2 separate regions of the Sus scrofa genome follow, and region 1 is linked to region 2. The links are chromatin contacts, called in public Hi-C maps. All regions are on one chromosome and are shown on one strand. The core of a region is the stretch at or near the end of the contact, and the rest is flanking DNA. Distances in the headings are between cores, read along the strand shown.

Region 1 (4,113 bases), core at 142-2,641, 1.5 Mb before region 2:
AACCCATAGGCATGGTAATAGCCATTTCTACCAGAAGGTCCATTCTCTTAGTGCAATAAGGTGACCATAAAATACACAATCGGTTCTCCATAAAATGAGGAAGAAAAACTTGTAGACACCACCCCTCTTGAATCCTCAGGTTATCTCCAGACACACAAACCCTCCAAACCACTCCACCAACAAGTCCAGACCAGAGCTGCCTCTTGTCTGCCAGGCCCCAAACCTCCAGGATCAGATTCTCTAGTTATCCACAGGCTCTGCAGAGCAGCCTCTCTCATCAGATTTCACAGGGGCTGCCTTCTTGGGATCCCTGTAAAACCCGAGCCAGGAAATGCCAGCTGAGACCTGATTCGCTTAAGCCCTTAAACAATGGACTCTTCCGTGTCTGTTTGGAGAGATGAAAGCCATGGCTCCTCCTTTCCTCAACAGCACAGCAGTTTTCAGAGGCACACCCAGCTGAAGAGCACAACCCAGGGCAAGGTTTAAGTTCATTTTGCTGACTTCTTTCCCATCAGTACTCCAGAGAAAACACAAGAGAAAGCCAGGTCCGTATGGCCCAAGTGCAACAGTCACAACTAAAGATATTTGACTAAGCCAGACACAAAAATGACAAAAATTGCATGATTCCACTTATATGAGGTATCTAGAGGAGGCAAGTTCATAGAGACAGAAAAGTAGAAAGAGGTAACTGGGGGCTGGCAGGAGGGAGAACTGGGGAGTTGTTGTTTAGGGAGTGTAGAGTTGTTTGGTTGAAAATGACAAAAAAGCTCTGGAGGTGGATGGGGTGACAGTTACATAGCGTTGTGCGTGTACTTAAGACCCAGAAACTGTATACTTAAAAGTGGTTAAAATGGGGAGTTCCTGTCATGGCCAATGGTTAACAAACCCAACTAGTATCCATGAGCTTTGCTCAGTGGGTTAAGGATCTGGTGTTCCCAAGAGCTGTGGTGTAGGTAAGTTGCAGACATGGCTTGGCGCCTGCGTTGCTGTGGCTGTGGCCAGTAGCTACAGCTCTGATTCAACCCCTAGCCTGAGAATCTCCATACGCTGTGGGTGTGGCTCTTAAAAAGAAAAAAAAAAAGGAAAAAAAAAAGAAAAAAGACCAAAAAAAAGTGGTTAAAATGGTAAATTTTATGTTGTATATATTTTGATATAATAAAACAAAATAAACAGCAGTGACATCAATAAACTATTTGATATCAGTTTCCCTAACAAAGTTTCCACCCCTGGAGATAGCTCCTAATTTGGGTTGTGTGGCACAGATGTGGTCCCAGGACGGGAGTTAAGAGGCCCTGGATCTTCAGGGCTGGAAGACAGTCCCACACAGAGGAACCATCCTGAGTGTGGCTCAGAGTGCTGCCAGCACTGAGGGAGCTTGAGTGGGTTGGGCCATAGCAGGAAGGCTCGTCTCGTCTTTCTTAAATCTCAAGACAGCCTGAAAAGTTTTCTTTTCACAGTGCCCGGAAAGTGCCAGGAAGACCTTCAGGCCTCCCTTAGGCTGAGGGCTCTGTGGGGAAAGGATTTGAGAAACCCGAGAGCCAGCACTGAGGATTTAGAAGCAAAATGGAGTTTACTTAGCAAAGACAGGTTTTCTGAGGTCTTTTATTTGACATGGAAAAATGAGGAGAGACGACAGGTTGGTGGGTGAACTGTTTGAATTTAAGACAGCGGCCTCTAGGTGGCGCACACGCCGTAATAAACACCCTGAGAGAAGGTGGTTTCTCTTGCAAATTGAGCTTCAAGACAGTGCAGAAGCCGGGGAGCTTTTATAAATAAGCTACTCCCCACTGCAGCTGAAAAACAACCCCCACATCTCAACCCTTCTGGATCCAATTTGAAGATGTCAGGGCTTTGATCATATTGATGACAATGGGGGGAAGACATTGCATCCAGGTGGAGGATCCTGGAGCCATCAGCTATGGCCTTTTCCTCCAGGAGAGAGAGGTAATGTGTGCCCACAGAAACGTTCAGCTCTGAGAAGAAAAGACCCCATTCACTTGGGCTATTGTTACTACCGAAAGAGTGTCAGCAGTGGCGTTTCAGGAACACAATGGTAGGAGGGGTGATGCAGCTGTCAAGCGAGAGTGCATTCAGTCTGCTCAGCCCCTCGAGTGGGTTTTCCCCCTCCCCTTTTGAAGCCTGTATCATCTCGGCAAATGCCCAAGTGAGCAGGAGACCAGGACAAAGGCCATCAAGTTGGAAGGCCAGGACGGGCGCCAGGAAGATAAGGAGGGGCCAGCACCTCTCACCATCCAGGGCAATTCTTATTTACACAAACAATTAAAAGGCACTCATGCAAACGCAGCCAGGAACAGACTTGATAATGACCTAGATAATAAAGCAATCCATTGCTGCTGAGAACGAATGGAGCAAGCAGGCACATCACTCTCCGTTCTAGGTTAATTCCATTTTTCTCCCCTGTGTCACTGAACTGCGAGGGGGCAGGTCTATTCGTGATTCTGTGCAAAGTGGCAACACTTAGTCAAGGGGTCAGACACACTGATGGAGGGCCCTCCAAGGCTTGACTCCAGGCTGGGGTGAGATGTGGAGGAGCAGAAACTTCTGCCTCAGTGTTCAGCAAGCTAGAGTTTAGGGCTGCATCTAGGGCTGTAGCCCCTAGCCACATGTGGCTACTTATGGTAAAATGAACAGTAATAAAATTGAAAATTCAGCTCCTTGGATTAGCAATGAGATCCTGCTGTGTGGCACTGGGAACTATGTCTAGTCACTTTGTGATGGAGCATGATAATGTCAGAAAAAAGAATGTATGCATGTATATGTAACTGGGTCAACATGCTGTACAGTAGAAAATTGACAGAACACTGTTAACCAGCTATTATGGAAAAAAAAATCATCATTCAAAAAAAAAAAAAAAAAGAAAAAGAAAATTCGGCTCCTAAGTCATACTAGCTACTTTTCGAGAGCCCGATAGTCACCTGTGGCCAGTGGCTACTGTATTGGACAGCACCAAAATCATTTCCATCACTGCAGAAAGTTCTATTAAATAGTGCTGTGGCCTTCTGGGCACCTATAGGAACAATGTGAGACCACTTACAAAGATGGAAATTAAGAGCAAATCAGGAGTTCCCATCGTGGCTCAGTGGTTAACAAATCCGACTAGGAACCATGAGGTTGTAGGTTCGATCCCTGGCCTTGCTCAGTGGGTTAAGGATCTGGTGTTGCCATGAGCTGTGGTGTAGGTCACAGACATGGCTCAGAACCCATGTTGCTGTGGCTGTGGCTGGCAGCTACAGCTCTGATTGGACCCCTAGCCTGGGAACCTCCATATGCCATGGGAGCGGCCCTAGAAAAGGCAAAAAAAGGAAATCAATGGGAGGAAATGAAGGCTCAGACATGTTGTGTCTTTCAGCCAGGAAATGGTGTTCTGATTCCTATTCCAGAGTTGGGAAGCATCCTGAGGATGGTCTTAACTCCAACACGCAAATGTTTGTGTTTGGGGGGTGGTCGGTGGTGCATTAGGTAATGGAATAGAATTTCAAACAATTTAGAAGCATGTTCTCTAACGTGCAGGCTCCAGATAGGTAAGTGATTCATTTCCGATTTCACTCCATCTATAACATTCTCCACCTCTGAGAAACTCTCATCGAGATTCACTCTGTGCCAGGGGCTGGGCTAAGTATTTCACACATCACATTTAATTCTCCCAATTTTCTGTGAGATGGGTAACTGCTGCCTCTCTAAGCATCATCCATCCATCCCTCTCTTCCCCCAGCCCTTGGCCTTCCTGGGAAGCCAATTCCTCTCCCAGCTCTAGCTCTAGGTCCAGAAGTAGGTCTGTCTTATCCCAGAAGAATCATTTGTCATTGATAGGCTGAGGAACTCGGCTCTCAGCCAATCAGGGTGTGGTATCCTTGTTGCCACAGCAATTAGTTAAAGAAATGGCAGTGACCTCTGTGGGCCAATAGGAAACAAGAGGAAGTGAGCTAAGGGTTTTCCCCTAAGGGGAGACTTGCTGGAGGAGAGAGTCCCTTTCTCCTGAACTTGTATGTGGATGTAAGACCTGGAATTGCTGCAGCCATGTCACATGTAGCCACACATTGGTGACACGTGGTGGGGCAGAGAGCCCAGATACAGAGGAAAGGAGCAGGCTCA
Region 2 (3,987 bases), core at 761-3,260:
TATTGACATTAAGGGTTAGGAATTTGTGATGATCGAATGAACTGTTGGATTGGTCTGCTTTTGTCCCAAGATATCCATTATATATTTCCATTTATTTAAACAGATAAACTGTATATTACTCATATTTGCAAAAATATATGTATTAGGATTATGACCAGCACTTTCTGCTGCTGTTGGTTTAAGAGTCACTTAGAAATACCTTGTTACCTATCTACAAAAGAGAAACAGACTCACAGACATAGAGAACAGACTTATAGTTGCCAAGGGGGAAGGGGAAGGAAGGGGGATGGACAGGAAGTTTGAAGTTAGAAGAAGCAAACTATTACATTGAGAATGGATAAACAATGAAGTCCTGCTGTACAGCACAGGGAACTGTATCCAATCTCTTGGGATAGAACATGGTGGAAGATAATATAAGAAAGGGAATGTATATATACATATATATGTATATATAAATATATATGTGTGTATATAAATATATGTGTGTGTTTAAATATATATATATAAATATATGTGTGTGTATAAATATGTGTGTGTGTGTGTGTGTGTATGATTGGGCCACTTTGCTGTACAACAGAATTTGGTACAACATTGTAAATCAACTATACTCTAATAAAAAAGGAAATAATCTTGTTGAATATGACAAATTACCTCATATCCTTATCATTGATGACTTCAATTACTGGACAGGCTACTTTCTTCCTACTTAAATAAACTCTTTCCAGCAGAGGTTCCAACCAACCAACGTTACATTCCACATGAGAATCTAAGAATGTCAACACATCACCTAGAAAGCCAGAAAGAAAACAATTGTTTGAAAATGTGAACTACTGAATGTGTGTATTTCCTTCAAAGATCCTGGGATTGCTCCAGAAATGTGGTTGTAAAACCAGTAGCTTTTCTTCTCAGGGAACTTCTTCTTTGACTCTCTAAGTTCATTTTACAATGAAATGAAAGAAACTTGGGTTCTGGCAGTCCTGTGGGGCAAGCATCATTTATGTTTGGAAAAAAAAATGATAAGCCACTTAAATGGAAGGCTCTACGGGGAATAATTAGTATTAAAGGGAGTTGCTTATATTCCTTCTAAGGATGGTGGGTCCCATTTACTCTGGGGGTGGAGGACTAGGATTCCATTTTGCAGAAGACAGGGCAGAGTTTCAGATTCCAGGTTTGGCCTTAGTGATGATGAAGAGGAAAAATCTCTCTACATAAGAGTGATGAAAAGAAATTAAAGTGGGGGAACTAATAAGACTAGGGGTAGTGTTAAAAAGTTATCAGAGGGGGGAAGGAGGAATTGTTTAATGGGTGTGGAGTTTTTGTTTTATAAGGTGAAAAGAGTTCTGGAAATTGATTACCCAACAGCATGACTGTACTTCATAATTCTGAACTGTACACTTGGAAAATGGCTCAGATGATAAATTTTAGAGGTGTGTTTTACCATAATTTTAAAAAGAGTTACAGAATGAAGAAAAGAAATTTGGAAGCCACAAATACTTATTATGAATTCTTATTTTTTTCTTTTGATTGTGTGAATTAATACTCTCCGAAATGAAAATCTCAGTAGTGTTTTATACTACATTTTTCCAAATGATTTTATATAAGTGGTGTGTGTGTGTGTGTGTGTGTGTGTGTGTGTGTGTTTAATAGTAACCAGAAGAATCTGGGTCCTGGCCAAAATTATCTGTGTCATCTTTGAGGCCCAACAATAGGCAATTGCAAAAGCTTTACCTGGCTGGCCTCACAGGGGAAAGCTGCCTTCCCCACACCAGACTTGGTTCACAGCCTCTGGCCTAGAGTGTCTGAAGGAAGTAACAGCCAAGGACAGGCCCTGCCACCCCCTTGGTGGGACATGCTCTTACTCAGAGCTGCATTTTTGGTCCAGGTTCATCCACTTGGAGACCTCGCTCAGGCCAAGACCTCTGCCTCATTTTGTGGGAGGTGGGTAGATCTTCAGGACATTTTTTTTCCCGCTCTAGCCCTTCCCAGGCCCTAACACAGGAAGAGCCCTTGGTTTGGGGCTGCTTGTCAGTGAGATGATCCTCACATCTGCTCCGACCCACTAGTCCTTTCTCTCCTGAGGGAAAATGGAAACTTGAGCGAGTCAGCACTTTCTTTTGTTTCACTTCTTACTTTTACTTTTCACTTACACAATCATAGGAAGTTATTAAAGACTCAGCCAAGTTACTTTTGTTTTGGTTTATTGTTTTAACTTACCACTCTGACACCTGGCTGCCCGCCTCCATGCCTGACAAATCTACAAGAATATCACTTAACTTCTGTAGAGTGCTTACTCTATACCAGACACTGTTCTAAGCATTCTGCATGATTGTCTCATTTAATCCTACAACAAACCTGAAATATAGGTCTAAGCGTTATTCCCATTTAAGAGGGAAAAAAAAAAAGAAACTTAGGTGACTTTTCAATATTTGTACAGATAAGTGGCAGCCTCTTATTAGGAAACAGATAATTCACTCCATTGCCTGTATCCTCCACCCCACCCCATCCCCCTCCAAGAAAAGCAGAAAGAGACAACTATGAGTATGGGAAGGCTTAAAGTAAAAACTGAAGACAGCATTAGGCAAAGAAATAGGTGCAAATAAATATCTGGAAAATAGATCATTATTCACTGAAATTTCTAAACTACTTCTCAATCAATGGATTCAGTATCCTATTAATTACTTGGCCAACAATGGAGTTTTTGTATGAAGGTAAAATGATCAGGCTTACCTAAACTCTTGGTAGGGAGTGGTCCTGAGAAGTCTCTTTAGACAGAAACAGGTTCTACTAGACAGAGGCCCCTACCTATTTCATACCCTACTCTTGGAGACAACAGTTACATCTCCTGATCATTATGGAGGAGTCCTATTTTCAGGGAATTATTGCTAGCTTGATAATGGAAGCATTATTTACTAAGGGTATCCCTTACCTCTTGGGAAGACTGATAGGGTCCAGCTAGGTGTATAGGGCATACAAGCATGCTGGCTAAAGTCCCCTGGGTTAGTTTTATAGAATGTGTACAAGACCATCCTCTTTCTCTCACCACTCCTACTCCTCGTCCATTCAGAGCCAGAGTGTAAAGCACAGTCTCTTCTAGACTGTGTGTCCCTGTCCCGTACAGGCTCACAGGGTCAAAGAGTCTGGATCTACTTCCTCAGTCCCCAGTGGCAACAGGATGGATTCCCAAACCAGCATTCACTTCCCACCTGTCTGAGTTCCCCACAGAGGGATTTGTTGCCAGGACCTGAGAGAAGCAAAACATAACCTGGGATTTTATACCATTTATTTTGGGTGAGAAGAGAACAACCCCCCACCACACACCATATATGAATGTCAGTGATCCACTTCTAGACATTTTATTTTAAAATGAAGTTCCAGAAATTGGAACAGGATGCTGTCTGTGTAGCTGACCCTCGACAGGATTTCTCACTGTGGTGGACATTGTCTGTGGCCACCTTACACCACTGTTCCTGACCCCAAGGGTCTGGGAGTTATGGAGAAATGAACATAAGATTGAAGCGCTCAGAACTACCTCCATCCCAGATCTTCTTTTCTTAGCCACATTGGCTTGGATAAATTTCTTAACCTCTTTGAGCTCTTCCTAATGGGTTTATTTATAAGATCTACCTGATACCTAATACCTAAATTCCTAATAGATAACTAATATGATTACTATTTTTCAATGATTGTTTAGGCTAGAGCTCAAAATAATTAAAGCAGTCTTCATGACTACCTGGCAGGTTGTTCTGTTTCTTGGGAGTAGGTCCTAGCAATGCTGAATTGTTTACAGATGGGTTTGGTTGTAATTACATTTATTTCTTAATTTTTTTTTGGCCAGCTCAGACCTGCTTAATGTGCCAGATAGCTTTGGCTCCTTGTTGAGGATGGACTCCCACTTATAGTTAGCTGACCAGCTCAGGACACTGCTGCTGGCATCAATTAATGCTAGAGTGCTGTTCTTTATGGCTCCTTCATAAATATGGACCTGCC

Evidence for each region. Hi-C and Micro-C count contacts between places; a contact is called where the count stands out from the background.
Region 1: a Hi-C map of retroperitoneal adipose tissue shows a contact between it and region 2, with 2.8 times the contacts expected there. The contact joins two enhancer-like sites. A contact is called at or near these places in 3 of 47 Hi-C or Micro-C datasets (embryonic fibroblasts, retroperitoneal adipose tissue and subcutaneous adipose tissue).

The regions. Positions count from the first base shown.
Region 1 is chr15:65,737,764-65,741,876 of Sscrofa11.1, reverse strand. No RefSeq gene overlaps it. Among named protein-coding and RNA genes, the nearest start is that of DAPL1, 57 kb to the left of the region's middle. Within about 2 kb of position 1,391, at least 19 of the 83 cell types and tissues checked have an H3K27ac peak or open chromatin away from gene starts, as enhancers often do. A contact at or near this core is called in retroperitoneal adipose tissue, where this site is marked.
Region 2 is chr15:64,262,159-64,266,145 of Sscrofa11.1, reverse strand. GALNT5 (polypeptide N-acetylgalactosaminyltransferase 5) reads right to left here. Exons shown (of 11, transcript XR_002339066.1): 4 at 652-787. Among named protein-coding and RNA genes, the nearest start is that of GALNT5, 22 kb to the right of the region's middle. Within about 2 kb of position 2,010, at least 5 of the 83 cell types and tissues checked have an H3K27ac peak or open chromatin away from gene starts, as enhancers often do. A contact at or near this core is called in retroperitoneal adipose tissue, where this site is marked.